2 separate regions of the Sus scrofa genome follow, and region 1 is linked to region 2. A link is a contact called in public HiChIP or PLAC-seq data. All regions are on one chromosome and are shown on one strand. Each heading gives the region's core, a stretch centred on a gene start, on an enhancer-like site or on the middle of the called end of the contact. The rest is flanking DNA. Distances are from core to core; before and after follow the strand shown.

Region 1 (5,713 bases), core at 884-3,383, 160 kb before region 2:
TTCCAGAGCTGTGGCCAGGGGCCGAGGTCCCCCTCCACCCATCATCCCCCTGGTCTGGTCTGGCCTGGTCAGACGACTCTCTGGTCCTGGAGGGTTTGGATGTGTCCCCTGGCTCCTGCCTCAAGTGAAGGGCAAGGACACTCAGTGCAAGGGACACACACACACTGGCACTCCCCCACCCCATGACACGTCCCAGTCACACGCATCCCCCACTCTGGCCTTGGGGTGCAGGCACCCACTGCCAGAGACTCAGCCCCAGCTGGCCCTGGTCACTGTTCGCTGGGTGCCCTCCCTGTGTCCAGCACTGGAATGTTCCCTCTTCTTCCTGCACGTCTAAGGCTCAACATTGACTCTAGGTTGAGCTCAGAGCCCTTTGCCTGCGGTCAAGGCCACAGTGACCAGATTCCACCCCTCTTTCTGGAAGATGCTGGCACAGCCCACGGTACCACATGTGGTCCCCTTTGCCCTTCTCTCTATGCCTGTGCCCAAGCTCTTCCTGCAGCCTGTCCCACCTGTCCCGACACAACCGCCTGCCCTCCCCTGCACCTGCTCCCTTGGCTGCCCCTGTCTTTGGGGACAGCACCAGCCTCCCTTGTGGCACAAGCCAGAGCCTGGCACTTCCCTAACACCTCCTTGGCCACCTGCACTCCCACGCAGTGACACACCAGCGCCTGCCCTCTGGACCTCCCGAGTCGTGTCCTCCCCTCTTTCTCACACCAGGCTGCCATCACTCTCCCGGGACCTTGGTGCCACTCCCATAGCCACAATCTATTTTTTTTGGCCCTGCGCACACCATGGGAAAGTTCCAGGGCCAGGATTGAACCCACACCACAGCAGCAAGCCAAGCCACAGGAGTGACAATGCCAGATCCTTAACCCACTGAACCGCCAGGGAACTCCCTCCATATCCACTCTTGTCCCTATGACTCAAGTGAACTTTACGGTTCTGGTCTCCTTGCTCTTCTCTGTAAAACTTCCAAGGTTTCCAGCCGCCTCTAGGACAAGGGCTGTGGTTGGGCCACACCGATCCTCTCTTGGGTCCTTAGGTCTGTGCCCTTGGGACCCTCATCCACGTGGTTCCTGCTCCCTCCACCAGTCACTATTCCCCTGCCTGATCCCTTCTGGCCCTCAGGCACCTCCTTGGGGAGCCCTCCTATGCCCTCCAGAGATCAGGCCCCTGCGACCAGCCCTTCTAGCCCCACCCGCACAGTCCCCTCCCAGCCCGCTACCCTCTTGTTGTCATTTGATGCATTATTCATAATGGTGTGTGCAGCCTCTGCCTTCCCTGCAGGACTGTGAGCCCCTTGTGGGCCTGGCTACGTCTGTCATGTTTGTCACTGTGCTCCCAGCACCCTCCCCATAGGCCCCGTCACCATCCGGGTTTGGTTTTCAGCTCGGCTCCACCCCAGGGCAGGGGAAGGGGAGCCTGAGGTCCGCCCTTCCCTCCAGGAACCCCTCTCTGCAGAAACCATGGGTTTCCAGGGCAGCCCTCCCTGGACCAGTGACCACTACCCGGTCAAGGTCAAGTCAAGGTGCTGCTGTGGGCTCTGCTGTGGGCTGGAGATCAACCTAGGGCAGGGCTGTGGCGGCCTTGTGCCCCCCCACTCCCCAAGCCCCAGTGCCTTGCACAGCCCTGGGTTGGCAGTGCCCAACAGGGCACTGCTCTCAGCTCAGGCTTGGGGGGCGGTGCTGGATGGACAGCCCCTGGGAGCCTGGCCTGGGAGAGGAGCCAGAGGGGTGCAGGGAGGGGCCCCCTTCACATCCATTTCCCTCCCAGAGCACCCCCCCAAGCTGGCTTCCCACATTCCAACTGGCCTTGAACCCCCTCCCTGACCCCCGCTGCCTGCCCCCTCCTCCCTTCCTCCCGCCACCCCCTCTCCCCTCTCTCTTGCTCCCCCTCCCCGTTCCCCTTCCCCATCCTCTTCTCTCCTCTGCAATCCTCTCCTCTTTTCTCTGAGTCCTTCTCCCTCGCCTCCTTCCTTTCTTCTTCCTGGGTTAAAAATAATCAACTTTCTGGGAAGCAGCAGCTCCTGCTGAGCCGCCCTCCCCACACTTGGGAGCCCCTGAGAATAGCTTTCTGCGGTTCTCAACTCCAGCCCCTCCTCTCCCCCACCGCCCCCTCCCCGCGAGCTGACTAATAAGCCTGGGCCTCGGCAGCAGTGCCAGCTCGGCTAGAAAGGCATTAACCGCTTCGTGCCCAGACCCAGACCGTGGGGGCGCGCCGCCCCCTGCAGTCCGGCCTGGAGTGGGGGCGCCCCCGGGTCGCTCGCAGCTCCGAAGACGGCTTGGCCACAGCCAACCCCGAAGCTCTGAGCTGCACGTAGTAGACGCTCAATTAATTTTGGTGCTGGGTGAACTTTGACCTGTGACCACCAAACCGGCTGGTCGGGCTATTTTTACAGCTCGCTTGGGGCTTTGTGGCAGCGCTCTGGCATCGGGGGCATGTCGGATACCCCAGGGATAGAGAGGGGCTGATGCTTTGGAGCCACGTGGAGGGTGTGAATGGGCCGGTGAGACTCCCTCAGCTTGGCCGGGAGGATTCCTTGCCCCCTGGCGCTGGGCACCACCTGAAGAGGGCCAGGGCCATGCCCGCCACAGGGTGGGCCAAGGGCAGGGAGGGCTGAAAACTGTCCCGGGATCCAAGAACGTCACCGCCGGTCCGTCTTTAGCGATCTTCTGGCTAAAGAGTAAACTGAGTCCCGGAGGAGGAGTCCGGGTTCGTGCCGCAAGACCTTAAGGGACGCAGAGCCGCCCCAGACCCTCAGCTCCAGCACAGGGCTTTCTTGCCAGTGTCGGGCTGCAGGAGGAGGACAGGTGGGGGGGATGAAGGTCAAAGGTGAGGGGTAGTGGGAGAGCCAGAACTCCAGACCCGCGAGTCCCTGCTGGCTCCGCCCACTCCGCGCGGTCCCGGCATTACCTCATCGCGGCGTACGCCCATTGGCTGGTTACCCCGGAGGCCGGCCCAATGCGGCGGAGCCCGTTAACCCTTGCTCGGCCCTGGCCGAGCCTCTTGTCCCCGAGACCCCACGTGGCCTTCGGGCGGCCAAGGGCCGCGGACACCGGGAAGGGTACTTGGGTGGGCAGGCCTGCGGCCGAAGAGTTCAGTGATGAGAGCACAAGTCGGCCACCCTGGCTTGGGCCCCATTCTCCCACAAGCTGTGTGACCTTGGGCAACCGGCCTCACCTCCCTGAGCCTCCTCCGCTTGTTTTCTCAGCTGTAAAAAGAAGTGAATGATGTAACTCCTGCCCTTCCTAATTCCTTCCCGGGTGCTTGCCAAGTGCCCGGCACACGTGGGCTCCGCGTTCCGCACTGCCTCTTCGCTGCGAGAGCTACGGTTCTGATTATGGGTTTTCAGAAGAGGAAACCGGCTCAGAGCAGCCAAGCACCTCCTAAGGTCACACAGCAAGAAAGTCACAGAGCTGGGATTTGACCCCAAGCTTGTGTGCGGCGCTCTGAGCCTAGACTTGTACTCTGCGCAGGCTACTGCGTCTGCTAGGAGATGCTGCTTCTAGAAGCTTCTTGTCCCTTAGGAGGGACAGGCAGTCACATCCCCGGCCAGTCAGCCCACTGGAGCCGCTGTGACCAAATAATACCAGTGACAAGCTGGAGGCTTCCTGGAGCAGAAGGGGCTGGAGGTGAACATTCAAAAGAGGAGGCAGGAGGACCCTCAGATAAAGGCAGAGGCAATTCATGGGGTGCAATGGGGGTGCACGAAGTGGAGTCAGGAAGCTCCAAAGAAGCCTGGTCCAGGGTCAGCCACTGGATGCTGATGTGGAGCCCAGGAAGGCTGCTTCTGTCTAGGCAGCCCTGGGGTGGCAGGTGGGGGAGCAGGAATATAAGCAGAGCCCACCTACCTCGCATCTAAGTATTTACAAGTTATAAATCAAGCTAACGAAGTGCTGAATAAAACATGCTCTGTCCTCCTTCCTTGGCAAATACACCTTCCTAAGGACGAACACACCTGGAAGGCTGGGTTTGTATTGAGGAGTCTCAGAATCCTGGGGTCCACGCTGGAAGTGGCAGCATGGGGAGAGGCAGCCTTGGCTGCTGGTTCCTACTCAGCCCCTCTTTTCTTCTTGTCCCTGGCTTCATTCTTTTCTGTGAAGGGTTTTGCGTGCTGGGTGTGGACACTCCAGCCTGCATGGGTAAACTCTGCCCACACCCCCTGCCCACAGCCACCTCTGGGCCGCCCCCAGGAGGAAGGACCCAGGAAGTGGGCTGGGGGCCACTGAGCAGGGAAGTCCATGGTCCCAGATCAGAGATCGAGCTGGGAGTGTGGCCTCGGTCTCGAGGATTTCTCATCCCATGAGGAAAGGCACAGTCAGAAAAGAGCCAGAGTGCCACCCTCTAGACTGGGACTCAGGTCTGAGGGCACTGCTATGGACCCTGGGGGGGGCTGCTGATTCCCAGGCTAGGGTCTAACTGGAGCTATAGCTGCCAGCCTACACCACAGCCACAGCAACTTGGGATCCAAACCTCCTCTGCGACCTACACTGCAGCTCACGGCAATGCTGGATCCTTAACCCACTGAGCGAGGCTGGGATCAAACCCGCAACCTCATGGTTCCTAGTCAGATTCGTTTCTGCCTTGCCTCCCCTCTTTTTGAACTTGTTCTTGACCAACACTTCCAGCCATGCACCCAGACGCTCCTCAGAGCCCAGGTGCCATCCCCGACTCCTCCCCCAACCCCCACCCCAATACTACCAAGACCTAAGGAGCTTCTCCCTTCAAGCAGTTAGCCCAGAGTTCCCTGGTGGCTCGGTGGGTTAAGGATCCAGCCTTGTCACTGCTGTGGCCTGGGTCACTGCTGTGGCACAGGTCCTGGAGCTTCCGCATGCCATGGGCACAGCCAAAAAAAAAAGAAGTCAGCTTCTTTCACCCTGTGCCCGCTGCCCCTCCTCCGATGCAGGCCAGGCCCCCAGCTCCCACTCTCTGCCCACCTCCTTGTCCAATCTGCCCTCCACGTCCACCAGACAGATCTTTGTTTGTTTGTATGTTTTGGCCACCCCGTGGCATATGGGGTTTTCAGGCCAGGGGTCAGAGCGGAGCTGCAGTTGACCTATGCCACAGCTGTAGTAACGCTGAATCCTTAACCCATTGTGCCAGTCCGGGGATTCAACCTGGGATCCAGAGAAGCCACAGATCCCATTGCACCACAATGGGAACTCACAGACAGACCTTTCTAAAATGTAAGACTTCCGTCTCTACCCATCCGTGCTCTCCGGGCTCTCCATGTAGCGTTCGAAGGTCTGGCTCCCTGCAGCCCCTCCCTTAACCTTGGGTTCCGAGTTGAGCCATTGGAACCTTCTCTCCAATCTGGACAGCTTTATGTCTTCACTCCCCGGGGGTCCTCAGGTATGTTTCTCCCTCTGGATAGAACTATGCTTTCTGCTCTTCATCTTGCCATCTCAGCTTAAGTGTCCCCTGCCCAGGGGACCCTCCCTGAATCCCTGGGCCAGGAGAAACGACCCTGACACCATAATGAGCTGATTCTTTCTGGAGTTACCTGTTACAGGTGTGTTTCCCCTCTGGACTGTCAGCGCCAGGAGGGCAGGCTTGGTCTGTGTGGTTCACTGCCATCTTCAGTGTTGGCAGGGTGCCCGGTCTAGAGCAGGTGGCACTGAAAGTTCATTGGGCAGATGGGTCTGAACTGGCCTAGAAATCAGGAGGCTGAGAATGACAGAACACATGGCATGCTTACTTGATACCAGGC
Region 2 (5,710 bases), core at 3,037-5,536:
TGCTCGGGAAAAACCAAACAGCCAGGCCCACGGCAGATGCTCGGGTGGTGGGAGACGCAGAGGGAGAGGGGCGAGCTCCAGGGTGGGGTCAAGGGCAGTCAGTATGGCTGGGTGGGGGCGAGGCTGGATGGGGAGCAGCCCCACTCTCCCAGCGGAGCCAAGGAGGACGAGCTTGGGAGCTGCCCAGAGCCCCCTTGGGAAGGGACTCCACTTCCTCTTCTCTTCCCAGCAGCTTCCTCTCCCTTCACTGCTGCAGTGGGAGAATCAGTCCTGGGCGGCCAGGTGGTCACTGCCTTTGCAGCTGCTCCCAGGGGCTGCTGGGAAGGGGGCTCGTGAACTTCAACTTTGACTTCGTCTGTGACATGGGGATGGGGCACCATTCCTCTCTTCGTCGTCTGATGGACCAGCAAGATCTAGGGTATAAAAGGCCCAGCCTGGGGCCTGGCGCACATGTACTGCGAGTCGAGTTAATGTTGCTATAACATTATTCATATGAAGACAAGTGCAGGCTAAAGGTAGTTTGGAGACCAATTATAGTATTAAAGAGGTGGGGGCCGGGCCTCCCTTGGAGGCACAGTGCTGGGGAGGGCGGCCCCCAGTGGAAGGATCATGACCTTGGACCTGTGTCCATCTCCCAGCAGGTAGGGCTGGGTGAGGGCAGGTGGGGATGGGTGGGGGCAGGGATCGGGGTGCACCTTGCACTTAGGAAATGGGACCAGAGCGAGGTGGCCCAGGCCCAGACTCCTGACCTCCAGCTTCCTGGAGCCTGGCTACAGCCCACTTAGGGAATGAGCCCCAGGCCAGGGCCAGCTTCTCCCTCTGGAACCAGGTGCTCCAGGAAAATGGGATTCCAGCCCGACCCTCTCAGGGTGAAATGGCAAGACCACAGCATTTCAGGAGCCCCCCTACATGCTCATCTTCTCACAGTCCCAAGGAAGTTCTGCAGTGAACCATCCCCAGGCTCTGCTCTCAAGGAGCTTTGGGGGACCCCAAAAACTAGATACAGTGGGCACTGCACACTGGTCTCTGGACCCCAGACCCCGGCCAAAGGAATGGGAGGCCAGAGGCTGGAAGAGGGAAACCACAGGCTATAGACATCGTGAAATGAGGGAACGCCAGGTAGAGGGGCCCAAGGGCGGCGGGGGGGGGGGGGGGGCAAGGCCAAGATGGGCGGTAAATCTGGACCCCAGAGAAGATGCCTGGTGCTCCGGTGGGGACCAAGCACAGGGCTCGCAGCACACACTCTCCAGCCTCAGGGATGCCAGGCTGAAGGCAGTGGAGGTGCTCCCTCCTTTAAAGGAGACCTAAGATGGAGTCAGAGCAGCTCCCCCGGATGGAGGTAGTAAACAATGCTGTATTAGTCAGGATGGGCTCACGGATACAACCAACCCCCAACCCCCCAAAAAGCTTGCTTTCTTATTCACGTCACTACTGAGGGCTGGAGGAGGGGCGGGTGGGAGTCCTGCTCCACGCAGTAACTCAGGGGCCCAGCTTCCCTCATCTTGTAGTTCGTCATCTTCGAAGGCCTTTTCCTCCCCTGTGACAGTCTTGAGGAAGGGTGACGAGAGAGTGGGGAAGATGACATAGAAGGAATTTCATGCTCGTAAAAGGGGTGGGGGAGAGGCCAGCCCTCGGCTCACTTTCCATTAACCAGCGCTCTGGCATGTGGCCACGCCCCCACTGCAAGGGAGGCTGGGAAATGTAGTCCAGCTGTGTGCCCAAGAGGAAAATCATGAACCAGAGAGTCTGGCAAAGCATAGCGGTCCTTACCACAGAGGCCATTCTCTTTAGGTGGAGGAGCTGTTGCTCACAGAGCACCCTGTGTAGGGCCCAGCCCCTGCCTTGTGTGCCAGAGCTGGCTATTTGTCCTGTAAGTGCGGAGGCTGCTGGCCTGAAGGTTAGGACAGGCGTTGGAAACCTATTCCTAGTCCCTCCCGAAACTGTACATTAAAGTGTGTGTGTGTGTGTGTGTGTGTGTGTGTGTGAGAGAGAGAGAGAGAGAGAGAGAGAGAGCGAGAGAAAGGAATAGAGAGATATTTTGTGGTCTAAGAAGAACATCCAAAGCTTTCACCAGATTCTCAAAAATTTGCGCATAACAGTTTCAAAAGAAACGGACCATCACCTATGAAGGCAGCAGCTTAACTGCGAAGTTGACGGTACTTGGGACTTAGCAAGGCCTGGATACAGGGTACATTGGTCCTTACGGCCCCACTGCGCAGGAGGAGGTAGAGCCAAGGCTTCTGCAGCTACCATCTCTCCTCTCCCACTAAACACACCCCAGAGACCCCAGGGTCAAGACGGAGAAGGCCTCAATTGATTCTTGACAGTGGATGCACCCATTCCCGTCGGCTGCAATGGCCAAGGTGGCCACAGGCTCAGGGACGTCAGCCCTGGAGGCCAGCTGAGATGCGCAGGTAGAGAAACGGAGGTCGGAGGGGGACCATCCCGCGCAGGGTCGCACAGCGAGGGAGGACAGAGCCGGGACTGACCTTCAGATCCAGTCAGTCGGGTGTCTGGGCTTATAAGCAACAGAAGTGGACTCTGTTTGCCTTGATCCGAAAAAGGCTCCATCTCCAGACCGGGGGGGGGGGGGGTTCAGAATGTAAGGGAACACAGGGGATGCAGACGGGCCCCAGCGAGGATGCAGCCAGGCCCTCCTGGAGAGCAGGGGACACTCAGCGACCTCCCTTGGGGCTGGCCGTCAGGACGAGGACTGAGGGACCCAAGCTCAGGGAAGGCGGGCTGCTGACCCATCCCTTGGCACGGAAGCTCGGAGCATCTGGACCGGCAGCCCAGTCCCCGGATTGCACACACAGGGGGGAGTTCCCCATGAGGCAACTGGAGGACTTTCGCCAGAAAGAGACAGGGTGAGGGTGCCGGGCGGCCAAAACAGCAGATGTCCGCTCTGGCCTCCTGCTCCAGGGTTGTGCAATCGAAACAAAACAAGCACGAGGCTGGTTTCCTGCAGCCCAGAGCTGCAGCCTCACCAGGGAATCCGACCCAGAGGAGGCCCGGAAAACAGAGGCACAGGGCAGATGGGTGTTCCGGGCTCTGACACGTCCCCCAGGAGATGGGCAGCTTCCTGAGGGCAGTGGGCAGGCTGGCGGTTCCACACCAGGCTGGGCTCCCTGGGGGCTTGCCCAGGCTGGTTAAGGGAGCTTTTCACAACAAAGGATGCAAGGCTGGAGGAGGAACTGGGCTGGGGGTTGAGGATTCCAGCTGAAGTCATCGCAGGAGAGCAGGGAGCACTGCCCAGCTCTGGGGGCAGCTCATCTGAGAGCGATGCTCAAGCTGGAAGGAGCAAGAAACCACTGACAGAGAGGGGATGAGGTGCTGCGATGCTGGAGAGGCTACAGTCCCCAGTTCTCCAATCTAATCTCAGGGTCACTCTGCAGGCGCCCCATAGATGTGATTGCAGTCCATAATCGGTTGACTTTTGAGAGACATTGGCCTAGATTTTCGGGGAGGGCCTGATTCCATCATTGGAAAGGCTCTAAGTGCAAAGCAGAGGCCTCCTCGATGGGGAAGCTATTCCACCCACACACAGCGGCGTCAGCCCAGGGCCCAGAGGTCCAGCCTGCCCTTCAGAGTTCGGGCTTGTCTAGCCAGCTCCACCATTGCATAACCAATTCCTTGCAATAGATTCCTTCACATAGATCTCCTGCTGCTTCTGTTTTCCCTGGTTGAAGACTGAGTGAGGCAGATGGGGAGGGAGGCTGCAGGGGTGCTCCAGGAGGCTGCTGGCCTCGCTCTGGGTAGAGGTACCCACGTCCTTACAGATGAGAGCTAACTGGGTCACGTCCCTTAACACAGCCAGGGACCAAGGACAGCGCCCCTGGGTGTCAGTTCTCAGAAAGGTGAGCCTGGCATCCTGTCCTCCTGTCGCTTGTCATCCCCCCACTCCAGCCCCACCTGCCACCCCCTGAGCTGGGGGCTGCAGAGCTGCATTTTTGGGACTTTGGGAACCACAGGGGCAGGGAGGTTGCCCTAGCCTCTGGGACAAATAGGGAGACAGAGGCCCAGACTCACTCACCTGTCTGGGGGCGGGTCCTGAGCTCTTTGTATCCTTACCTCTCTCAAGGCTGTCCCTCCCAGCCCACCCCACGGGTGCCACTGGTGTGGACAGAAGCTGGCCACCTGCTCACCGTGGTGCCAGGGCTGTCCTGGCAGAAGGATTGCTGTTGAGGGTCTGCCCAGAGAGCAGAAACCAGCCCGGGTCCAGCTGATGGTGCTGAGGGGAGGGCAGGGCCCCAGTGGGGAAGAGGCCCCATCACTGTCAGCCTCTGTCCCCCAAGGCAGGGGTCTCTGGACACTTCAGGCCCCCAAGAGCTCTCCCCAACCTGTCAGTGGAGGCCACAGGTGGAGGGGTCCAAAACCGCCACCCCGCCTTCAAGGAGCCTCAGCCACATCATCAGAGCAGGTGCAGTGGGAACAAGACTCTTCCAAGCATCCTCTCCCCTTCAACAAGCAGGGGGCAGGGGAGAGGATAAAGACAAGGGGAGACCCCAACTTGAACCTCCAGTCTGCTCCCACAAGCTGGGGGGCCTGCAGACACTGGGGGCGTGCCTGTGGGTGGGCGGGGCTTTCCCTCCAATTTATCCAGGAAACAGGAAGACAGAGCCCCCTCTGCCAGGCTCAGCCCCGGGCACCATTGGTTGTTAACGCCTTTCATCCTCACGCCCATCTCACAGAGGGGGAGACTGAGGCTCAGGGAGGTTAACTTCCTCCCCCAGGCCCACAGCTGGCACATGGCAGGCAGGCCCTGTCGCCCTGGGGTCCAGCCCTGTCTCATTGATGGCAAGGTCTGACCCATCGCTCCTTCTTCTCAGGCCTCCATGGGACCTCACACAGGAGGCCTGCCTTCCCCTGGGGCATCATCTCTTGGGCCCTGTATCAAGAGCGCTCCCTTGGAGTTCCCGTCATGGCTCAGCAGTAACAAACCTGACGAGTATCCATGAGGACACAGGTTTGATCCCTGGCCTCACTCAGTGGGTTAAGAATCTGGCTTGCCATGAGCTGTGGTGTAGGCCGGCAGCTGCAGCTCCAATTCAACCCCTGGCCCAGGAACTTCCATAAGCCACAGGTGCGGCCCTAAAAAGCAAAAAACAAAAACCAAAACAAAACAAAAAAAGAGAGCTCTGGCTGTCTTTTCTTACAGCACAGGTCACAGCCCTAGCCCGATCCATCTCTCTCTCTCTCTATCTCTTTCATCGTGCTGTTTGTTTGGTCTTTGGGGCTCCCACCCCCCATTATCAAAGCAATAAACACTCACGATGGAATGTTTGGAGACCTCACACTGTGGTGTAATTGATCTGTTCCCACACTGCCCGGATCCCCCCAGAGCCCAGCCACACTCAGTAGCTGCTTGGGGGGGCCCAGCCCAGAGCTGGGGTGGGGAGTGGCCCTGCCGCCCCGCCCACCACAGGCTTTGCAAATTTTCAGTCGGTTTGTGAACACAGCCCTGGGTGACATCATCACAGCTGTCATTTAGGGGCCTCTGCTGTGTGCCAGTGCCAGGCCGGGCGCCTACCTCCCCTTGTCCTGCCAGGCCTCTGAGATGTGCTGTTGTCACCACCCCCACTTCTCAGGTTAGGAAACTGAGGCTCAGGGACACAATTTAGCCAAGGTGTTCTGTCTGTCTGGTTTCAGCACCGGTGCTCATCCGCAGCCCCGCCACTCGTGGAAAGGCACGTCCAGGGCCGGTTGTGAC

Evidence for each region. HiChIP or PLAC-seq counts read pairs in DNA pulled down with a chosen protein or histone mark.
Region 1: an H3K27ac HiChIP or PLAC-seq map of skeletal muscle shows a contact between it and region 2. The contact joins two enhancer-like sites. A contact is called at or near these places in 4 of 47 Hi-C or Micro-C datasets (embryonic fibroblasts, epiblast stem cells, heart right ventricle and 1 more) and 2 of 2 datasets of contacts at active chromatin or transcription factors (alveolar macrophages and skeletal muscle).

The regions. Positions count from the first base shown.
Region 1 is chr1:269,722,396-269,728,108 of Sscrofa11.1, reverse strand. No RefSeq gene overlaps it. Among named protein-coding and RNA genes, the nearest start is that of NTMT1, 95 kb to the left of the region's middle. Within about 2 kb of position 2,133, at least 70 of the 83 cell types and tissues checked have an H3K27ac peak or open chromatin away from gene starts, as enhancers often do. A contact at or near this core is called in alveolar macrophages, mesenteric adipose tissue and skeletal muscle, where this site is marked.
Region 2 is chr1:269,568,342-269,574,051 of Sscrofa11.1, reverse strand. No RefSeq gene overlaps it. Among named protein-coding and RNA genes, the nearest start is that of IER5L, 120 kb to the right of the region's middle. Within about 2 kb of position 4,286, at least 21 of the 83 cell types and tissues checked have an H3K27ac peak or open chromatin away from gene starts, as enhancers often do. A contact at or near this core is called in alveolar macrophages, mesenteric adipose tissue and skeletal muscle, where this site is marked.